Linked DNA regions of Mus musculus: region 1 is linked to region 2. A link is a contact called in public Hi-C data. All regions are on one chromosome and are shown on one strand. Each heading gives the region's core, a stretch centred on a gene start, on an enhancer-like site or on the middle of the called end of the contact. The rest is flanking DNA. Distances are from core to core; before and after follow the strand shown. Region 1 holds the start of Acbd4 (acyl-Coenzyme A binding domain containing 4). Region 2 overlaps Dcakd (dephospho-CoA kinase domain containing).

Evidence for each region. Hi-C and Micro-C count contacts between places; a contact is called where the count stands out from the background.
Region 1: a contact with region 2 is called in a Hi-C map of the N1E-115 cell line, with 4 times the contacts expected there. The contact joins the promoter of Acbd4 here to the enhancer-like site in region 2. A contact is called at or near these places in 1 of 484 Hi-C or Micro-C datasets (the N1E-115 cell line), 1 of 115 datasets of contacts at active chromatin or transcription factors (microglia) and 2 of 9 other capture datasets (adipose tissue and liver).

What each region holds. Positions count from the first base shown.
Region 1 is chr11:103,099,576-103,103,272 of GRCm38.p6, forward strand. It overlaps Acbd4 (acyl-Coenzyme A binding domain containing 4), which reads left to right and starts at 2,113. Exons shown (of 11, transcript NM_025988.2): 1 at 2,113-2,213; 2 at 3,107-3,521. It overlaps Plcd3 (phospholipase C, delta 3), which reads right to left and starts at 2,083. Exons shown (of 15, transcript NM_152813.3): 1 at 1,805-2,083. The coding sequence starts at 1,955.
Region 2 is chr11:102,995,073-102,998,855 of GRCm38.p6, forward strand. Dcakd (dephospho-CoA kinase domain containing) reads right to left here. Exons shown (of 5, transcript NM_026551.3): 4 at 2,281-2,368; 5 at 1-100. It overlaps Gm34620 (a long non-coding RNA gene), which reads left to right. Exons shown (of 4, transcript XR_389059.4): 4 at 407-3,783. Among named protein-coding and RNA genes, the nearest start is that of Mir6931, 3.0 kb to the right of the region's middle. Within about 2 kb of position 1,464, at least 47 of the 459 cell types and tissues checked have an H3K27ac peak or open chromatin away from gene starts, as enhancers often do. A contact at or near this core is called in the N1E-115 cell line, where this site is marked.

The sequences.
Region 1 (3,697 bases), core at 863-3,362, 110 kb after region 2:
CTCCCGAGAGCCCTGTCCTGCCTCCGTGGCAGATCATCTTACACAGCCAACCCCACTAGTGCCACCTCTAGCCAGAGACGGCTGACTTCATATTAGACAGCCACCACCCTGTCTCCTCCTCGTGCCTGTGCGTCCTCCTCTTCTGTGCCTCTCTCACCTGAACCCCAACACCTCTTCACGAGCTACTCCCTGCCTCCTTTCAGCCCTATTTGACCACCCTATTATCCATCTGCTCCTCTAACTCAGCCAGTGGATTTTCTGGGACCCTTAGCACCACCCAAACTTCAGAGAAACTCTAAGGTGTCTGTCTACCTCTCTCCTCTTCACATGAGCTTCCATCCAGCTCTGGGGTTCAGTGGGGTCCTCTCTGCCTCCCCAGCATCACAGTCCGCTCCTCCCTCCCTGACTCTTTCCCTCAAGGTCCGTCTTCTGACAGCAGTACTGAGCTGTTTAGCTCTCTTTGGACAGGCCCGCGTGTGCTGTGTTTGTTGTTGTATGGTAGGTAAATATTGACTTCTTGAATGACTGGACCGGAGAAGGATGAAGAGCTGCCCCAGGCACAATGCTCATGGTGAGGACATCCAATACATTCTGGTGGAATGAGGAAGAGGAGGGCACAGCTGAGAGGGAAGCCGGGGAGGCTGGCATCTGGGACCCCTGAGTTCTGTCACCAGGTTGACAGTCCTGAGAAACCACTTCAGTTTCCTGCACTTCACAGTTTATAAAATGCTCCTTGTTCAAGCCCAGGGAGTCCCATTTTGCCGAGACTCTGAGCGTGTAGGTTGGGATGGCACACAGTCTGAGTGGCCCCGACTAGATTCTTTGATGTCTGAGTCAGTTTCCTCCTCTGTGAAATGGGGTGCAGGACACCTACCTCAGGAAGGTGAGCTTAGCACCACACCTGCAAACCACAGCGGTATTGAGCCGACTCGAGGGCTCCTTGAAGACTAGTGACTTCCCTCTCACCTCTGAAATAGGAAGCTGGACTGTTTCGCACCATTGCCCCGGGTCTTGCCAGGGCTTTGTTACTGCTGGCAGAGAAGACCTGAGGGTTACAGGGCTGGCTTGGGTGTCTAGAATCTCGCAGAGGCCATCTGTAAACAGCCCCTCAGGATCAAGAACAGCAGGTGCTGTAAGATGCCCACAGACCTCAAGTAGCACTTGGGAGATGAATGTACGTACCTCCGCGTGCGCGTGCCTCTGCCTCCCGAGTGCTGGGATTAAAGGCGCGCGCCACCACTGCCTGGCATTGTATTTTTTTTTTTTTTTTTGAAACAGAGTCTCATAGACCCCAGACTCATACACACACACACACACACACACACACACACTTTACTTTGTAGCAGAGAATGACCTTGAACTCCTGATCCTCCTACTGACACCTCGCCAGTGCTGGGAGATTAACAACAGTAAGTCGTTGTGATACTGGGGATCTAACCCAGAGCTAAGAGCTCTACCGATTGAGCTACATCCCCAACCTAACTCCAAGCTTTATCTCTCAGTCCATTCTCCTCACTCTCCAGCAACCCTATCCATGCCCCGAGTCCCAAATTCTCACCCCAGCACGGCCCCGCGAGCGCCTCCCGGTGAGAATGCACCGGGGGCATCCAAGCCTTCTAAAACAGCCTGGAAGTCTGATGACCCCAGGTGTGAACCCCAACTGGAACAGTGCTGGTGCTCCTGGTCAGATCCTCCCCAATTCCAAGCACCCTGGCAAACCAGGTGGCCCGTACACCCCGCTCCGTCCAGGTTGTCCCTAGAGACAGTGCGCGCCCACCCGGACCCATCCTTGTGTGTCACTGACCCATCTTCTTCAGTGCCCGTAGCCCAGGCCTTTTGGTGCTGCTGTCCGACGACGCGGGCGAGGGCGGGAACGCGAGGGGCGCTGCGACCTGGGCGGACACCCGGGATTCCTCCGGCGAGCGGCGACTCCTTTTCCAGCCACCGCACAGCATGGTCTCGAAGGGCCCAGGGCCAGGCCCGGGATCTGTGCGTGAGAACCGGGCAACGGGAACACAGCCCGCGGCGCGGTCCGGAGCTAAGAAACTTAGCGGCGCCCTAGGAGTCAGGAGGAGGAGACCTCGGGAGGAGGGAGAGAGGGAGGGACGAGGTGGAGGTGGGCGGAGCGAGGCCGAACTTAGGCGGTGCGAGGCGCCTGCGGGACCCCAGGCCTGGAGCTGCGCGCCCTGGTGTCTACGCGTTCGCCCCTACTAGTGAGTCGGTCTTTCCATTTCCTTAGAGGTCCCCGGATCTCCTTTCTACCATTGGCCAGAGTCCCTGTTGAAGGGAATTGAATTTCCCGGAGGGATAGGTTTGTCCTCCGGCGCAGACACATTTTTTCTGGGAACTCAGGACCCTAGTCCATCCACCTTAGCCGGGTCCCTTAGGGAGCCAGACAAGGGACAGATCTATAGGAGATCGTCCCGGGCCACAGGGTCCTAGTACGGAGGAAACCCATAGAATTCTGAAGCAGAGCTGCGCAGGAATGGGGACGAGAGGCTCGGGCAGTGACGTCATGAATTAATCTCCGGGCTCGGGGCCAATAGCCAGTCCTCAAAGGTGGATGCCTTGCGGCCAACCGATCTGAAGACTAAGATGAGACTAAGTTTAGAGTTCCAGAAGCTTGGTACCCCAGAGCGACACTCCATCCTTGGTCAAGGGATCTGCACAACACTCTGCCAAGGTGTTGATGACGTCAGCCAAGGAAAACCTCCTTGTACGGGTGCCGGTGTAGTGTTAGACGTACCCTTGTGAATGCGAAAGGGTGGAGTGTGCATGTGGCTTTCAAGCACGAGCTTTGGATAGGGGCAGCGAGCTGGTCGAATATTGTCACTTGGACGCGACCTACAGCCAGGCTTCCCACGCTAAAAGTAGCGAGTTTCGGGTCCTAGAATCTCCATCTACTTGTCCCGCTGTATTCTTTCCTCATTTATCCAAGTCCCGACAATTCTTCATACTAGCTTAAGTCCCCATCACCACTGCGATCTTAAATTTGCTTACTATTTGTCAAACCTTCGCCTCTGCTTGATCTCTTGATTCCTTCCAGGAGTGTTCCTTTTTTTTGTTGTTATTTTTCTGGTTCACTCTTACTTTTTCCAAAACTCAGCTCCAGTGTCCTTTCTGCGGAACGCCGGGCTCCAGGACTCTCCTCTATTGCCAGCGTAGACGTGTTCCAAGAGCTGAGTCGAGGTGCCTCGGACAGGCGGAGCCCGCATCAATCAACCCACTCCCGTGGGTTTCCACCAGGGGGCGCGAGGACTCTGCGACCATCAGTGTGTCCACCGGGAGGCGCTGCAGCCCGCCTCGGGCTGTCGCGCGGTGCGGAGTGCCACCCATAAATTAGCCCCGCCTGGCTGGGCGAGGCAGGATAGCATTATTTGCATAATCTTGAAAGAGCCTTCCTTACTGGTTAGGGTATAAAAGACCAATACGAAACGGTGCCTCTGGTTGGCTTTTCTCCTAGCTCTGTATCCCGCCCTATCCCTGCCCCTCTGGAACAAGAGGTCAATCGGAAGCCTCTGGTGAGTGATGAGAAGAGGACCCTGGTGTCCTGGCAGTGGGCGCCTAGGGGTGAGTGAGAGGCTGGGGCGCGGGGAGCCAGGGTTGAAGGCTGTTCGTCCCATCCTGACTCCTCCTCGTTCGCTGATTCGCCTGTTCAGGAATTGGAAATGGGTGTCTAGAGAGGTGCATCCGGGGA
Region 2 (3,783 bases), core at 214-2,713:
CTTGTCCTTCAGGGGCAGCTGGGCGTTGATCCTCGCCTCTGCATCCTCCCGGTTCAGGTTGTTCCGCTTCATCAGCCGCGCCAGCTGTGTATCACGGTCACTGAGGGCAGAGCAAACGTGACCATGGATCCCAGCCTCCCTCTCCAGGGCAAGATTCAGCAGTGGGCAGCTAGGTCTGGCCCAATTTGGAACAGAGGCCAAGGCAGCACCTTCCCTTAGGAGACTCCCTCTCTTGTAGCCACACAGAACGGTGACAAGTCCTATACAGCAGGGCCCCTCGTCCTATCAACCAGTAGACCTCTGACAAGAGCAGGAGAGAGGGCTGTAGCCCTTGTTCTCCACGATCTAGGCCTTTCTGCCTGCCAATCAGCCTGAGTTTTCCTTGGGACAATTTTTACCATTCCAGGCCTTTATTTGCAACCAGAGAAAACAGAAGAGAGCCAGACATGAGAGGAGCCTTCTCTATGAAAGCCAACCTCACTACAGAGGACGCAAGCTTTAAATGCCACACGTCTATGGCTGGGGAGCCTGAAGGAGAATGGAGACGGCTGTCAGCTGCTTGGAAGTACACCCACCCTCCCAAAAGTGTGGTGCAGAACAGAGAGGCCCGGGCTTCGGGCTGTGACGGTGACACTTGATTCTGTTATGGCTGTGTTTTCCTTTACTCCTCCCCTGTCTTCTCAGAAGCATCACAGATCACACAGGTCCAGTCTCTGTAGGAAGAACTCCAGGCGGCCTCACAAGGTATAGCTCCTCCTGGTGACTAGCAAGCAGTCTAACATTCCTCTTCCGTCCCTACATACAGTTTTTTAAGAGCTTTGTTTTCTGAGCGTTTTTGCCTACATGTATGTAAGGGCATCAGGTGTGTGCTTGGAAGCCAAAAGGAGTCAGATTCCCCGGGGCTGGAGTTAAGGATGTAGTGAGTTACCATGTGGAGGCTGGGTCCTCTGAACAGCAAGTGCTCTTAAATGCTAAGCGATCCCTCCAGTCCCCTAACTTTGTTATTAAGGCACAGAAAATCCGAGGACTTCACAGGGCCCTCCTGGGCTCAGCTGGTATCCTCTACAACAGAATAAAGAACCCAGACAGGGCAGGGATATAGCTTAGCTTTCAGAGCACTTGCTAACATATGCAAAGCTCTGGGTTCTATAGTCATAGCCACTAAAAACAAGACGAGCCAGGGAGACTGAAGTTTACACAGGGAAGCCCAGCCCTGGGGAGGACCTGATAGGATGTCTGCATCCCAGTACCAGGCTCGGGGGATTCAGGCTGAGCTGAGACACCTGAGGTGAGGGTAAGGCAGCCCTCAGGCACGAGCGAGCCTTTCCGTGTACGAGGAGCCTCCCACACACCAACCCCTTGAGAACCACCTTGTGCTGAAAATGCCTGCAGACCCAAGGCCCACCTATGTGTCTGCCACACTTGTGGATGACATCTGGGAAGTCTCTGGAAAGCAGACACGCCCTGCAGCCTCATCCACTCTCACCCGAAGGGACTGTGTGACTCATTTCTCTGGCAGCTTGATTCTCCTGTTTGCCAAACCTGAATTCTGATTTTCTTCCTGTCCTGGGGGAATCTGAGAATGAAGCTCCTTCCTCGGGTGGCTTCTGACAGCTGCCTCCACAGCTCTGTTCTGGGTGCTACCAATGGATGATCTTCAACAAAGTTTCCAACTGCCTCCACTTCCATGTTACCTCTCTAAGTCACCAGTGCCCCTGCCATGAGTACTTCACGCTAAAGAAGTTGTTTGAAAATATGTGACACCCCGGGCAGTGGTGGCGCACGCCTTTAATCCCAGCACTCGGGAGGCAGAGGCAGGCGGATTTCTGAGTTCGAGGCCAGCCTGGTCTACAAAGTGAGTTCCAGGACAGCCAGGGCTACACAGAGAAACCCTGTCTTGAAAAACCAAAAAATTAAAAATTAAAAAAAAAAAAGAAGAAGAAAATATGTGACCTGCTCTAGGAGGAAGAAGGGAGCCAGTGAGTAACAGGGTGGCCAGAAGCAAACCCAGGCAGCCCAACTGAAATGTCTCCAACAGCCAGCAGGGAGAACCCTTCCCAAACACCACAGAAGCCTGGGCCGCTCTTACTCACACCCACCCCAGGTGCGTCAGGACCAGATACAAAGGCTGGTGTCTGTAGGCTTGCTTGGGCAACACTACCCCAACCCACTTAGTGCTTTGGCCACCCCCTGAGAAAGGTGTACAGGGATGTTTTCCAGGTACACCTTACTCTAAGGTCCTTCCCGGCCCCCATGCGCCAGGCTCCGCTTCACACTCACCAGTACACTACCACTGTGTGCTTCATATACTTGAGCAGCTTCTTGGTCTCAAACAGGAGGGGGATGTCCAGAATCACGTATCGGTAGCCTGGGGAGAGGGAGAGGATGCAAAACTCCCAAGGTCAAGTCTGCAGGGACACCAGGAAAGGTGCTTGTGACCAGGCCCTGCCACGGAGAGTGCCCCAGCAGACGGGAGACCTCCCAAGGACAGACAGACCCTGAGTGCCAGCTAGTCCCAATGCCATTCAGAGCTGAATGCTGCAGAAAATAACTTCTGGCTGGCTGGGCAGGGAAGACCTTGGAGAAGGGCTGGCATTTGCACTGGCTTTGAAGAGCAGGCAAGACTTAGTTACGTGGAATGAGGAGGGCAAGGAGCTCCAGATGAGGAGCAGCGGAACCCAAGGAGCTGGGACGTTCTCCTGTGCAGACCGGATGGAGGACTAGGTGCTCAGGGTAAAGCGTCCTCAGGTATACAAGTTATTTCTAACCAGAGGCGAGATAGAGCAAGGGCTGTAGGAGACCGGGAAGGGTTTCAGGGAGGTGCTGAGGCCTCTCTGTCCTATTTCATTTCACACTGGTTCAAAAAACCTTAAAGGAGAAGCCCATTCTTGGAAGCCAGGTCCAGACACGGCCACCTTTTAAAGAGTCCCAATGGCCACCTCTGTGACTTTCCGTGAGACACTTGTACAGAGCAGCGAGGGTAGCTGGTGCTAACTACAGGATTCCCTCAATGGAGAAAAAGCACTCCAGGCCCTGCCACAGCTGAAGGCAGAGAGAGGTGATGTCCTAGCACGTCGTGGAGGGCACATCCAACAGTTACATGCGCCCTCCCGCTGCCCCTTGGGCCCTCTGTGGATGAACAGAGCTTGGGGGGGGGGGAGGCGAAAGGCGGTAGGAAAGGACAGGGACTGGGGTCACTCAGAGACCCCGGGCCGGAGGTGTTTCATCCTACACTTTCAACCACAAAACCGCACACTAGCTGCTGGGGTTACTGCTCCCCACAGTCTGTGCTCAGGAAGCCTAAGAGAAGCCTTGGCTGATGAGGGTGTTGGGGTCCTGACTCTGCTGACACACCTTGGTTTGCAGCACCCCACATGACCTCACGTCCTTAACAGGGTGCTGGGCACAGCTGAGGGTGTATAACCACTGAGCGGTAGCCAGGCCCCTCAGCTAAGCGCTCCCTAAATGACAGGCGTTACTGTAGTATTTCTGGGAGGAGAAAGTGAAGCTCGCATTGTGCCCCTGCACCTCCCGGCTCACCCTCTCCAGCACTGAGCCACAGAAAAGACCAGGCCCTCCCTGGGCCTCTTATCTCCCTTTCCTGTCCCCTCCCTCCCCCCTCTCCTCTCACTGTCCTTTCTCCTGGGTCCCTCTTGGGAGCTGGAAGCCAGCTCTTTGGTTCACCGGTAAAGGGCTATTCAGCTGTCACATGCCTCCTACTTGATAAGCCCTGCAAACTATCCTGACTCTATTAAGACATCCGCCTGCCTACGCAGAGACCTC